Linked DNA regions of Mus musculus: regions 1, 2 and 4 are each linked to region 3. The links are chromatin contacts, called in public promoter capture Hi-C maps. All regions are on one chromosome and are shown on one strand. Each heading gives the region's core, a stretch centred on a gene start, on an enhancer-like site or on the middle of the called end of the contact. The rest is flanking DNA. Distances are from core to core; before and after follow the strand shown. Region 1 has its middle 19 kb from the start of Ascl2. Region 2 overlaps Kcnq1 (potassium voltage-gated channel, subfamily Q, member 1). Region 3 holds the start of Trpm5 (transient receptor potential cation channel, subfamily M, member 5). Region 4 overlaps Kcnq1 (potassium voltage-gated channel, subfamily Q, member 1).

Region 1 (2,700 bases), core at 130-2,629, 140 kb after region 3:
GTGTGTGTGTGTGTGTGTGAAGTTCTCATAGTGACCAGAAGATGGTGTCAAATCCCTTGAACTGGAGTGACAAGACAGTTCTGAGCTTCCATGTGGGTGCTGGGAATTGAACCCAGGTCCTCTGCAAGAGCAGTAAGTGTTCTTGACCACTGAGATATCTTCTTGACCCCATGGATTTTTTTTTTATTGTACCATTTTGTTCCCATTTTTGGCTTATTAAAGTCAATCTTTCTATTTTGTTTTGTTTTGAGATTTTGAACCTAGGATCTTGTGCATAGTGGGCAAGTACTCTAGTACAGAACTACATCCCTAACTCTGGTTTATTTATACCCCCTTGATAAAAAATTTGCCTTGGATTTTATTTTATATCATAACATATTATGCAATATCACACATACACATGTGCAAACACAAACTTAGTTATTTAATCAATGGCTACCAGATAATAATATCACACTGTTTTATGTATCATGGTAGGAATATTTTTAAAGATTGGTTCTTCTTCTTCTTCTTCTTCTTCTTCTTCTTCTTCTTCTTCTTCTTCTTCTTCTTCTTCTTCTTCTTCTTCTTCCTCTTCCTCTTCCTCTTCTCTCTCTCTCTCTCTCTCTCTCTCTCTCTCTCTCTCTCTGTGCGTGTGTGTGTGTATGTGTGTGTGTGTGTGTGCCACCTGTGTGTAGGTGATTGCAGAATCCAATAGATGGTATTAAATCCCCTGGAACTGGAGTGGCAGATGTTTGTCTGCACTCTTCTTCTAGGCTTCTATTCTGAGATCTCAATTAAATATGCGTTAGAGTTAAATATCAAAGCTCTGTCAGTGCAGGAGGATGGGGGTGGGGCGCCGGTCTGTTTTTATGGCTATCCCTGTATTTCCATGTCCTGTGGACCCAGCCTCCTCAGAGTTCCTCCTCCCCCTCCTGCTGTGGTTCCGGGGTGCACAGCTCACTCCTCACCACAGGTTTGTGGGCTTCTAGAATTCCCCGGATGGGCTGTTCTTCGATGGCACCCTAAGCTGGATGGTTTTCTTTCTCCCCCTCAGGGAGAGCCTTCTCTCTGCAGTAGCAAGCAGCTTTCCCCCCAGGAGCAAATAAACTAACTGGCTGAGTTTGCGCCCTGGGCAGTGTGTTAGTCACCTTTCTGTGATTTTGCTTCGACAAAATACTTGAGAAAAACAACTGAGAAAGGATTTAGTTTGGCTGGTGGTTTTAGTCTCCTGGTGGGGTGGGGACTGGCTGCATTGTTTCTTGGCCAGTTGTGGGGGTGGGGGGTGGGGGTGGGGGGAAGACAGCCTCGTGACAGAAGGGTGTGGCAGAGCAGACCTGCTCTAGTCAAGGTGGTGGGGAAGCAGGAAGCAGAGTGAGGACAGTGCTGAGGCTAAGTATACCCTTTAAAGTCACACTTCCCAGTGACCTACTTCCCCATCCAGGCCCCTCCTCCTAAGAGCCCAGCTAATTGTGAGTTCATCAGTAGATTCACCCTTGGATTTAGTCAACTAATGAGCCAATCACCTCTCAGTAGTGTCATTAGCTTGGGGCCAACTCTGTAACCCCTTTTTTGTTGGGGGGGGGGATATTTAATTGAAGAGCTATGGACACTTGATGTCTCCTGGGAGAAGGAGAGTCAGCTATCTATCTATCTAAATATCTATCTGGAGTCAAAGGGTTATTTAAAAAAAAAAAAAAACAAAAAACCCAGCCAAACATCATGGTGACACATGCCTTTAATCCCAATACTTGGAAGGTAGAGGCAGGCAGATCTCTGTGAGTTGGAGACCAGTCTGGTCTACATAGAAAGTTCCTGAACAGTCATGGTTACATAGAAAGACCTTGTCTTAAAAAGAAAAATTAGACAGGAAGTTGATGGGTGTGGGTTGGGAAGATGGGTGGATCTAAGGAATTAGGGGGAAGACTTGGGGGGGATAATTATGATCAAAATGCATTGTATGAACTCTCAAAGAATTAATACGAATATTTTTAAAGTAGCTATAATTCAAGGTTGTCTTGGGTCTGGATACCAAGGGGTCCTGGACATTGAGTTGCAGGGCAAGACCACAAGAGACAGGCAGCTGATCAACTATGTCCAGAGAGCTGCAGTGTGGCCTGACTTCTGTCAGAGAGAGAGAGAGAGAGAGAGACAGACAGACAGACAGACAGACAGACAGACAGAGAGTCTTTAAAGGATCTGTAACCTGACACACAGTATGGGGGATCCCAAGATACCCACTAATCCCCTTTGTAAGTATCCAAAGATATGCATGGACACTCTCAGTGGGTGGTGGCATGTATCAATGCACTCCAAATTGAAGCAAACCTAAGCTGCTTAGGTTTCTGTCAACTTGACACAAGCTAGAGTCATCAGGGAAGAAGGAACCTCAACTGAGAAAATGACACCATTTTTTTTTTCTGGTAGGCAAGTCGGTGGTGCATTTTCTTGATTAAAGATTTAGCTCACTGTGGGTGGTACCACACCTGGACAAGCGGTCCTGGGGTGTGTAAGAAAGCTGGCTGATCAAGACAGAACAAGCCAGTAAGCAGTGTTCTTCCATGGCCTCTGTTTCAGTGGCTGGCTGCCTTGAGTTACTGCTGTGACTTCCCTTCCCGATAAACTGTAAGATGAAATAAACCCTTTCCTCTCCAAGTTGCTTTGAGCCAGTGTTTTATCACAGCAAGGGAACCTAGAAAGGGAGTGGTGTAAGATCCAGGA
Region 2 (2,700 bases), core at 11-2,510, 220 kb before region 3:
TCAACTCCTGGAGGGAGCAGTCCCACAGACCTTGAACCATGGGACCTCGAGGCGATGCCCTGTCATCAGAATAAAACTTGACTTACTTTCTCAGCAGATGAGCCCTTCTCAGCCTCAGAATCAAGACAACACAGCCAAGTTGAGTTCTTTTTCCATGATCCTTAAAGAGCTGGGATGTCAGGGCTGGTGAGAGTGCTCAGACGGGAAAGGTACTTAACCAACCAACCTGATGACCCGAGCCTGATTTCCAGAGCCCACATGGTAGAAAGAAAGAATCAACTACAAGTTGTCCTCTGACCTCCACACACATGCTGTGGTGTACACACACACACACACACAGAGGGTGCTGAGCTCTGTTTTTTAAGGGAGCAGACCCTGGGGACTTGGGACAAAGTGAGCATTTAAGGGTGTTTTTCCCTGAGATCCAGATAGGTTCACAGGTCTCAGCCCCTGGAGGGTGGCTTTTTTACTTTCTGCCTCCATTTCCTGGCTCTCCTTTGTTCCCACAGCTGTTCATTGTACTCCTGGCTGCCCATGCCTCTTCTCTTCTACTCTTACAAGATTGTGTGTTTAAACAAAGTTAGAGAGCCAACAATACAGGCTTAAAAATGTTCCTGAAAGCAGGGCCAGGCTAGGAAATAATAGTCCTGGGGGAAGCAATGACTTCCTGGGTCTGTCCTCTCTTACCTGTCCTAATGCTGGCCCTGGTGTGAAAAGAGTCACTTAGTTGTCTTGATAGAAAAAGGCTTGGAGGCAGGGATGGAGAATTCTGTCTGGCTACCTGCAAGTCACTGTGTTTTCTTTGCTTTGTGGCTTCCCATAGCTGGACAAAGATTTGAAGAGAGACTGCATGTACAGCAAATGCAGGGTGGGCTGCGATTAAACACATGGGGAGATGTCTATCCATGTAATCACTGTGGGGCCATCTTATTTCCCATCCCCTAATCAACACTAGTCACTGCTGGTCATAATCTACAATGCCTTGTAGAAACCCATGTAACCTTTCTGCTGGGAGTGAAAAGGGAACACAAGATTCTTTATAACAGTAACCAGGGTCCTTAAAGCCCCACCCTTGCCACACTGAACAAGCAGAGAGAGAAGGAAGGACAGCTGGGGAGGCTTCATATTTGGTGTAAATCTTCAGTTTGTCACTTGGTAGTTGGCCAGCTAATCAGGGGCCCGCCAAATAGTTCCACACCTGACATCAGGATTCCTGGACTTGCTCAGTGGGGATTTGTTGAGCTTGGACTGTGTGTCTGGCCCATAGCCAGGGGCCACGCCCTCGGTTGCCCAATATGCAGGACGCACGTAGTGCTTGCTCCAGACTGCTCGTGGCTCCCTCAAAACACGGAAATAGTGGTTGTTCTACACTAGAAATACCAGGACCCATGGCCCGGTGTGAGCCACCAAGTTCCACACCACTCAGCAGAGGGAACTGGCTTCCAGAGGTCCCCTTCCACAGGGGACCTTCCAGTGTTCCCCTACCCCAACCAGGAGTTTGGAATCCTGGAGCTGCAGGGCTGGGCGACTAGGGAGCCTTTGAGATAAGGCACACTGGGAGACAGGCTGTAGAATTTCACCAGCCTGCAGTACTGAAGTTGTTTGTCTGCCTAGCCATTACTCAAGAGCCCTAGATACCTGAAGCTGAGCCCTGGGGCACAAACTGGACCGGTGATGGGGGAGGGACACATTCTGTCCTGAAGAGCCAGGAGACCTCAGTGTCTGACCAGAGGTCAGCTTCCCTGATGTGGCTCTGCAAACTAGCCACAGATTCCACCTGAAGCTGCCTCCCAGGTTTGTTAGATGGACCTGGGACGAAGAGACTGAGGCTCTTTAGAATTTCTTATTTTAAGTGCTTGTGAAATAGAGTCTTGATTTGTAGGCCTTGTTAGCCTGAAACTCAGTATGCAGATCAGGAGAGCCACAGCCTTATAGCAATCTTTCTGCCATGTGTCCCCAATCTACCTCCACCATGTTTTTGCTTAGCCCTTGAGCTTTGTGCCTCGTTCCTAATTTCTTTTCCTAGTGTCAGAGCCACTGAGTCTGGCACAGAGTGGGTCACATTATTTAGGAGATAGTCATGGTCAAAAGTAAAAAGCAAACTTACACAACATAAATAGCTATACAAAAGTATAATACAAATGACTACTAATGTAGTCCTGGGTCCTAAGATAGATGAGGTGGCCTGGGACTAGACTCTAGTCTCTGTGGCCTGGTCAGTGCTCTGGGGACAGGGATGCCCCTGTAACTGTGGGAACAATTAATGTAGGAGAGGTCAGAGGCAGGGTGCTCAGTGGTGTGGCTGAAATGTGCTTTTGTGGGGCACAGGGATGAATCCTGAAGCTATAGCCTTGAGGTTGTCAAGGAAACCTTGTTTTATCTCAGGTATCTGAGCTGTATCACATGGGTGGAGAGTGACCGCCCCTTGGTCCTCATCCTTCACTGAGCAGGTCAGCTAGAGAGGCCTGGCTGAGGCATGGGGCGAGATAGTTTTTTGGTTTTGTTTTTTGGTTTTTCAGGACAGGGTTTCTCTGTATGGCCCTGGCTGTCCTGGAACTCACTTTGTAGACCAGGCTGGCCTCAAACTCAGAAATCTGCCTGCCTCTGCCTCCCGAGTGCTGGGATTAAAGGCATGTGCCACCATGCCCAGCTGGGGGGGCGGTAGTTTTATGGTTTGTATTGGCATGGTTCTTGCCCAGG
Region 3 (2,700 bases), core at 125-2,624:
CCCTCATCACAGTGCTCGTAATGAGAGCATACGGGCAATTGAGCCTTGCCCAATGTCTATCTGCCCAGGGCCTGGAATGGTTTGGAAGCTGCTTCCCACTAAATGGCTATCTCCCCAGACCCCACTTATGCCTTCATATGGCTCATGACTATGCACATGCTCAGGCACACAACTGCCTTTGGGCACATGTTCTGTATACTTTCATATTCTGCACTTGGGGTTGGCTGGGGCTGCCCAGGGTCCAGCAGAACTATGGGGGAAGTGGCTGTTGATGGGCAAATGAGGAAGCAAAGGTCATTTCAGATGACAAAGCAGCACTGAGCAACGCTGCTGGGGTGCCTGGGAAGTGAGCTATAGGGGATGTGCCCTGTGTGGGTGTGGGCCTGGGTGAAGGGGTCCTTGAAAGACATGGGAGCCTGTGGTGACAAGCCTGCAGGAGATGCTCCAAGGAGTGGTGCCCCAAGGGAGCAAAAGAAAAAGTGTCAGGGCCTTTCTGGGTTTGATTATTAGGATCACAGGGGTCCATGAAAGGTTGTGGGTAAGGAGAACCATAATATGGTATTGGCCTAGAACGGTTAGGGAATATTTGGTGCAGTCCTTCGAGTGTCCAAAAGATGGAGGTAAAGGGGCAGCAGCAGATGAAGGAAGGGTTCTGGAAGCACTCCTATTCTCCACCTAGTCCTCAGACATAGGAAGGCTAGGCTTTGGATTGCTTGGTGGACATGAACTTAGGCTAGATTTCTAGAATCCAGTGAACTCTGGCCTTGTTCTATACTGAGATCCGGCCATTCCACCTAGGCCCCCGCTATGTACCCTCCTCCAGAGCTGTACCCCACAGCTCTCAAGCACTCAAGGCTTATAGTCCCTGCTCTTCAGGGCTCAAGTGGCTAGAGCTGGTCTGAGCCCCCAGCCCAGCTTGTAATTTTAGAAGGGCATCAAATGGGCATGGCTTATGTCAAGGTAACATGACAGGTATGCTAGGGGACATGCTAGCTCAGATGGTGATGTAACTGTGGCCCTCTTGCTTAGGACAAAGCCAGAGGGAGACCCCTCTCCCTGCCCCACCCAGGTCCTGTTTTTGCCTGTGATCTTGGCGCCCTCTGGTGGCTAATGTTGGGTCCTTGGCTGCTGCCCAACCCCTATCCTCCTACCCCTGGGGTTCATGGCAAAGTAATGAAAGCCAGATCCTGTGGTCTCTGGGGGAAGGGCTCACAGAAACACTGTCAAGAGCTGTCATGAGGGTCTTCCCCAGTTATTCACAACCGCCTGGAAGCTTGGCATGAGTATCTCGGTCTACAGGAAGAGAAACCGGGACTTCGTGTTGAAGGAGCTGGATAGATCAACAGGAAAAAAGCCAGTGTCACAGCCATGAGAAGCATCACGAGCAACAGCCCTGAGCCTCAATTTGGAGGCAGTCCTCATGCAGTCCAAGGCACTGACTGCCTGACTGGTAAGTAGCTAGTACTCAGCTCACTCACACCATAGGATTCTCCAGGAGTGTGGCACACCACAGATCAGGGCAGACATCTCCAGACCTTCTGGGACCTCAGGAGACAGTTCATCTGCTTGCCTATCATCATTGGGACCACTTGTCAGACACCCTTTCATGGATCATGTGTCCTTAAGGCAGTTCTTGTTTCCTCAACTAGAGAAACTGAGGCTTGGTGAGAAATGAAGCAGAATTCCCATCTGACCTCTGATCTCATGTTAGAGTACAGACACCCAGGCCGTACTCATCGTCTGTGCCAGGCAGAGCCCAGGGAGGAAAGGACCCATGTTTCATGTAACCCCTCTTCATGTAACAGTGGGCTCTTGGCCAGCCTGGATGTGCTCTCAGACCAGTGGCACCAATCTAGCCCTTGGTGGATGGGTGGTACCCTAGGTTCACTCATGCCCAGCTTTCTAAGACATCATTGGCTGCCAGGTGCTGGGTGTGGCATGTGGGTGGATCGAGGGAGGAACACAGCCTGCAGTAGGTAAGTGCCTCTAACACTCAGCACCAGCAGCTACATGCCAGGAATCTGGAAGGAACGGGCAGGTAAGCTCACACCAGGGTCAGCTTGCATAGGAGTGGGGCCAGAAAGTCGCTCAGTCCTCTGCTGAGAAGGTAGGAAGGGCAAGCAGGAGCTATGTTCTAGCCACATTTCTACCTCATGTTCTCCATCAGGGATGGCATCATGAGGACAAGTCTGCCATGAGCAAGGGAAAGGGCTACCCATTGTTCGGGAGGGTCTGGGTGGAGGGCAATCCAAACTGTGAGCCTCAGACTTGGAGATTACATCAGCCGCAGCACCTTGGAAACTCAGCCCAAGCTCAGGGGCTGCAGGAGGGAGGGGTGTAGGGGTGGGGACCCAGCTCCTCATAGTTGTATCTACGTCCTGCTCTGTCAGCAATGTCAGGTCTCTTCACCAAGGGGATGAGGGGTGCCATGCTAATTCATGCATGCAGTGACCTTCTTAGTTTTACCCACATATCACTGTAAGCTGGCACAGAGAGTTTAGGGACAAGTACGTTCAGGACCCCAGGATTTGGGTGCCAGATCTGTCGTGCTCTGGGCTCTTCCTATCTTAGGGGCGGAGAAGTACATTTATTTCAGGCTCTTTCTGTGACCGTCTCAGCTAGTAAGAGCCTCCAAGGTCTCCACTGCCTTGGGATTAAGAATCTGTTTTTTGTCTTTCAGAATTCAGGCATAGGATAATG
Region 4 (2,700 bases), core at 89-2,588, 260 kb before region 3:
CCTAAGGTCTGGCACAAGGAAAAGGGCAAGAACAAAATTCTTCAAATGTGCTGCTGCCTTCTCACCAGTTTGCGTCTTATAGGATTTGTGAAGGGCATATCTTCTGAGCCTTCCCATTGTGGAGGATTAGGTTTTATACAACGTATCCACTCTAGCATTGCAATTTCCCTGAGCCTTAAAATCCCTTGTCAACACTAAGCCAAGGGATATCAGGCATCTTCAACTCCTTTTCAGTAGGCCATCTTTCGATAAACACTTCAACAAACCATTCAAACAAACTTTTGACACATCCACAGCATAAAGAAAAATACTGGTAAAGCCTGTGCATTAAGGCTGGCAGGGCAATGGGGTGGAGCAAGACCTTAGGCGTTATAAACATATATGTGACCATTGGCTTTATCGTCGAAGCTGTTTCCATCGGGAACCAATGTTCTCAGTAAATGTGCTTAGACACCATAAGAAGAGACAGACACTGATTCCTCCCTCACCACAGCTGCAAAGCTAGCCTGTCAGGCCTTGAACAGGAAGCTGCCGAGATCAGGGTGTGAAAGGCCATAGAGTGTCTGCATAGCCTTGGGCTAGGTAAAGGTTTCCTTATGGACTCCTGGGAACATGAGCCATCGGAGAAAAATTCCAGTAACGCTGGACTGACAAACTGGAGGCTGCCTGAAACCCTTCATTCCAGGCCTGGCTTGAGGAGATATGACTCTGACCTTTTTCCACCACTCTCCAAAGGCCTGAAAGTGGGTGAAAAGTGGGATTCCATGAGTATCTCACTGGGAAGGGTCCTTCCTCAACTGTGATTGTAGATTGTAGTCTTGAGAACCTCCAGTTTTGGCTGTGGTAGCCACCAGCCTGAATCTTGTATTTCCATCCCTTGGTTTCTGTTTTCATACACACACACACACACACACACAAATATATTTTAAATCATATATCTTTTAAGTTAGGTGATTCAACAACAACAACAAAAAAAAAAAGAGTTGGGCACGGTTGCACATACCTATAATCCTAGCACTCTGGAAGCCAAGGCAGAAGAGTTGTAGTGAGTGTGAGGCCAGAGATTAAGACTCTGTCTCAAACAAACAAGTAGATAAACTTAAGCAAAGGTTACTCAGCCCTCGGTATTACTCCATTGCTGAAAGCCTCTTATGTAGCTGTCTGCCATTAACACAGTTACATGAGCTGTCATAAAGTTCTCCTTAGCTTGAACATCTATGTTCCCCTGACAAGGGTGGGGCTAGTGCTAGGTCTCAGGCCTGTGGACAGTGCTGGGACACACATTCCCTTTTCAAGGTCTGAGTACCAGAGTTTCCTGTGGGTGCAAAGCCAGACAGGCCCTTGCATACCAGTCATGTGACTCCCCCACCTCAGAGATGATGTCACATTTTTAAAGTGATGGCTATACACTGAGGAACCAAATGTGCTTCCTCTGCTGTGGTGGAAGCAGGCTGGGGCAGGGGGTTCCTTAAAAATGTGACCCCTCATAACCACAGCTCTACATATGTATTCTAAGAAACGAAGACACAAATTCATATAAGAACACAGATGTGAGGGTCATAGCAGTGCAATTCAGAGTAGATCTAAAAATCTGTCAGCAGGCAGACACACACAAGCACGGTTTGTCCGTGCAACTGAGTATCATTCAGCCACACAAACTAAGAGTGGTGACATTTTGACACATATCACAAAACAAATAAACCTACAGGGCATTGTGCTAGGTAAAAGAAGCCAGCCACGACTGACCCCAGGCTGGAGAGCCCCAGCTCTATGAAATGCTCAGAATAGCACATTGTGGAAATTTGAGATCGGTGGTCCTTTAGGCAGGGAGGATACGGGGTGACTGCTGATGGGTGAAGGTGGCTTTTGAGGGTGATGAAACGCTCCACGGTTAGCTAGTGGTGATGGCTGCACAGAGTGTGACCATGCTGACGTGTGCACAGAGCATTGTAGCAGGAGTGGCTGCCTTGCAGATCTCTGCAGAGAGCTCAGCTGGAGAGATAGGGAAGCTCTGGAGGGTGGACAGAACCCCTTTCTCGGGTATCCCAGGAACCCAGGCAGGCAACCAGTGGGCCCTGAAGTTGGTCTCATTTCCTCTCTGTGTGCACAACAGTCCATCCTTGCCCCTTCTGCCCAACCCCCAGACAGTGGATCACAGGGGATGCTTCCAAGAGACAAAGCTCAGCTCCTGTGATTCCCCCCACCCCACACTGCAATCCTTGCTGTAGCTCCCTGCTACACCCAATGATACCCACATCATTCTCAGGGTAGCTCTCGGTTCATTATCAAAAAACAGGACAGTGAACTTTGACTCTCTTGGCAGGTCTAAGTGATGTCTCATCACGTAGAGTGTTCAATGGATGGTTTTTATGTCTTTGTCAAATTATTTCCATATTAGCCATCCATGTGAGCCACCCTTTGCTGGGCCCCCGCCCAGGCCAGCCATAGCAGACATTCTTGTTTGGCACTAACATTCTGCAGGGTCTCAGGGGCAGGTGGCTGCAATGCAAAGGTCACCCATTTCAACTGTCCCAGAGCTGAAAGAGGAGGGTGATTCTGTTTCCCCAGTCAAGGCTCTTGGGTCTGAGTGTCTGCATACACTAAAAACTTCATCTCCAAGGAGACTGTGGTGGGGCCTTTGGGAGGACATTAGGTCATGAGAGGGGCACCCACATGAATAGGGTTAATGATCTTATACAA

What was found. Promoter capture Hi-C pulls out the DNA fragments that hold promoters and counts their contacts.
Region 1: a contact with region 3 is called in a promoter capture Hi-C map of embryonic stem cells, with 3 times the contacts expected there. The contact joins the enhancer-like site here to the promoter of Trpm5 in region 3. A contact is called at or near these places in 16 of 39 promoter capture datasets (the 3T3-L1 cell line, 3T3-L1-derived adipocytes, the C10 cell line and 8 more), 1 of 15 datasets of contacts at CTCF or cohesin (large pre-B cells), 1 of 484 Hi-C or Micro-C datasets (bone marrow-derived macrophages), 1 of 115 datasets of contacts at active chromatin or transcription factors (double positive thymocytes) and 4 of 9 other capture datasets (adipose tissue, liver, macrophages and 1 more).
Region 2: a contact with region 3 is called in a promoter capture Hi-C map of liver, with 2.4 times the contacts expected there. The contact joins the enhancer-like site here to the promoter of Trpm5 in region 3. A contact is called at or near these places in 4 of 39 promoter capture datasets (the 3T3-L1 cell line, embryonic stem cells, liver and 1 more), 1 of 484 Hi-C or Micro-C datasets (cardiomyocytes) and 1 of 9 other capture datasets (adipose tissue).
Region 4: a contact with region 3 is called in a promoter capture Hi-C map of liver, with 2.7 times the contacts expected there. The contact joins the enhancer-like site here to the promoter of Trpm5 in region 3. A contact is called at or near these places in 5 of 39 promoter capture datasets (the 3T3-L1 cell line, HPC-7-derived erythroid cells, embryonic stem cells and 2 more), 1 of 484 Hi-C or Micro-C datasets (the N1E-115 cell line) and 3 of 9 other capture datasets (adipose tissue, embryonic stem cells and pancreatic islet).

What each region holds. Positions count from the first base shown.
Region 1 is chr7:142,948,425-142,951,124 of GRCm38.p6, reverse strand. No RefSeq gene overlaps it. Among named protein-coding and RNA genes, the nearest start is that of Ascl2, 19 kb to the left of the region's middle. Within about 2 kb of position 1,379, at least 14 of the 459 cell types and tissues checked have an H3K27ac peak or open chromatin away from gene starts, as enhancers often do. A contact at or near this core is called in embryonic stem cells and trophoblast stem cells, where this site is marked.
Region 2 is chr7:143,312,696-143,315,395 of GRCm38.p6, reverse strand. The region is part of intron 11 of Kcnq1 (potassium voltage-gated channel, subfamily Q, member 1); the gene reads right to left. Among named protein-coding and RNA genes, the nearest start is that of 4933417O13Rik, 17 kb to the left of the region's middle. Within about 2 kb of position 1,260, at least 37 of the 459 cell types and tissues checked have an H3K27ac peak or open chromatin away from gene starts, as enhancers often do. A contact at or near this core is called in liver, where this site is marked.
Region 3 is chr7:143,093,316-143,096,015 of GRCm38.p6, reverse strand. It overlaps Trpm5 (transient receptor potential cation channel, subfamily M, member 5), which reads left to right and starts at 1,374. Exons shown (of 25, transcript NM_020277.2): 1 at 1,374-1,450.
Region 4 is chr7:143,348,684-143,351,383 of GRCm38.p6, reverse strand. All of the region lies in intron 11 of Kcnq1 (potassium voltage-gated channel, subfamily Q, member 1), which reads right to left. Among named protein-coding and RNA genes, the nearest start is that of 4933417O13Rik, 19 kb to the right of the region's middle. Within about 2 kb of position 1,338, at least 14 of the 459 cell types and tissues checked have an H3K27ac peak or open chromatin away from gene starts, as enhancers often do.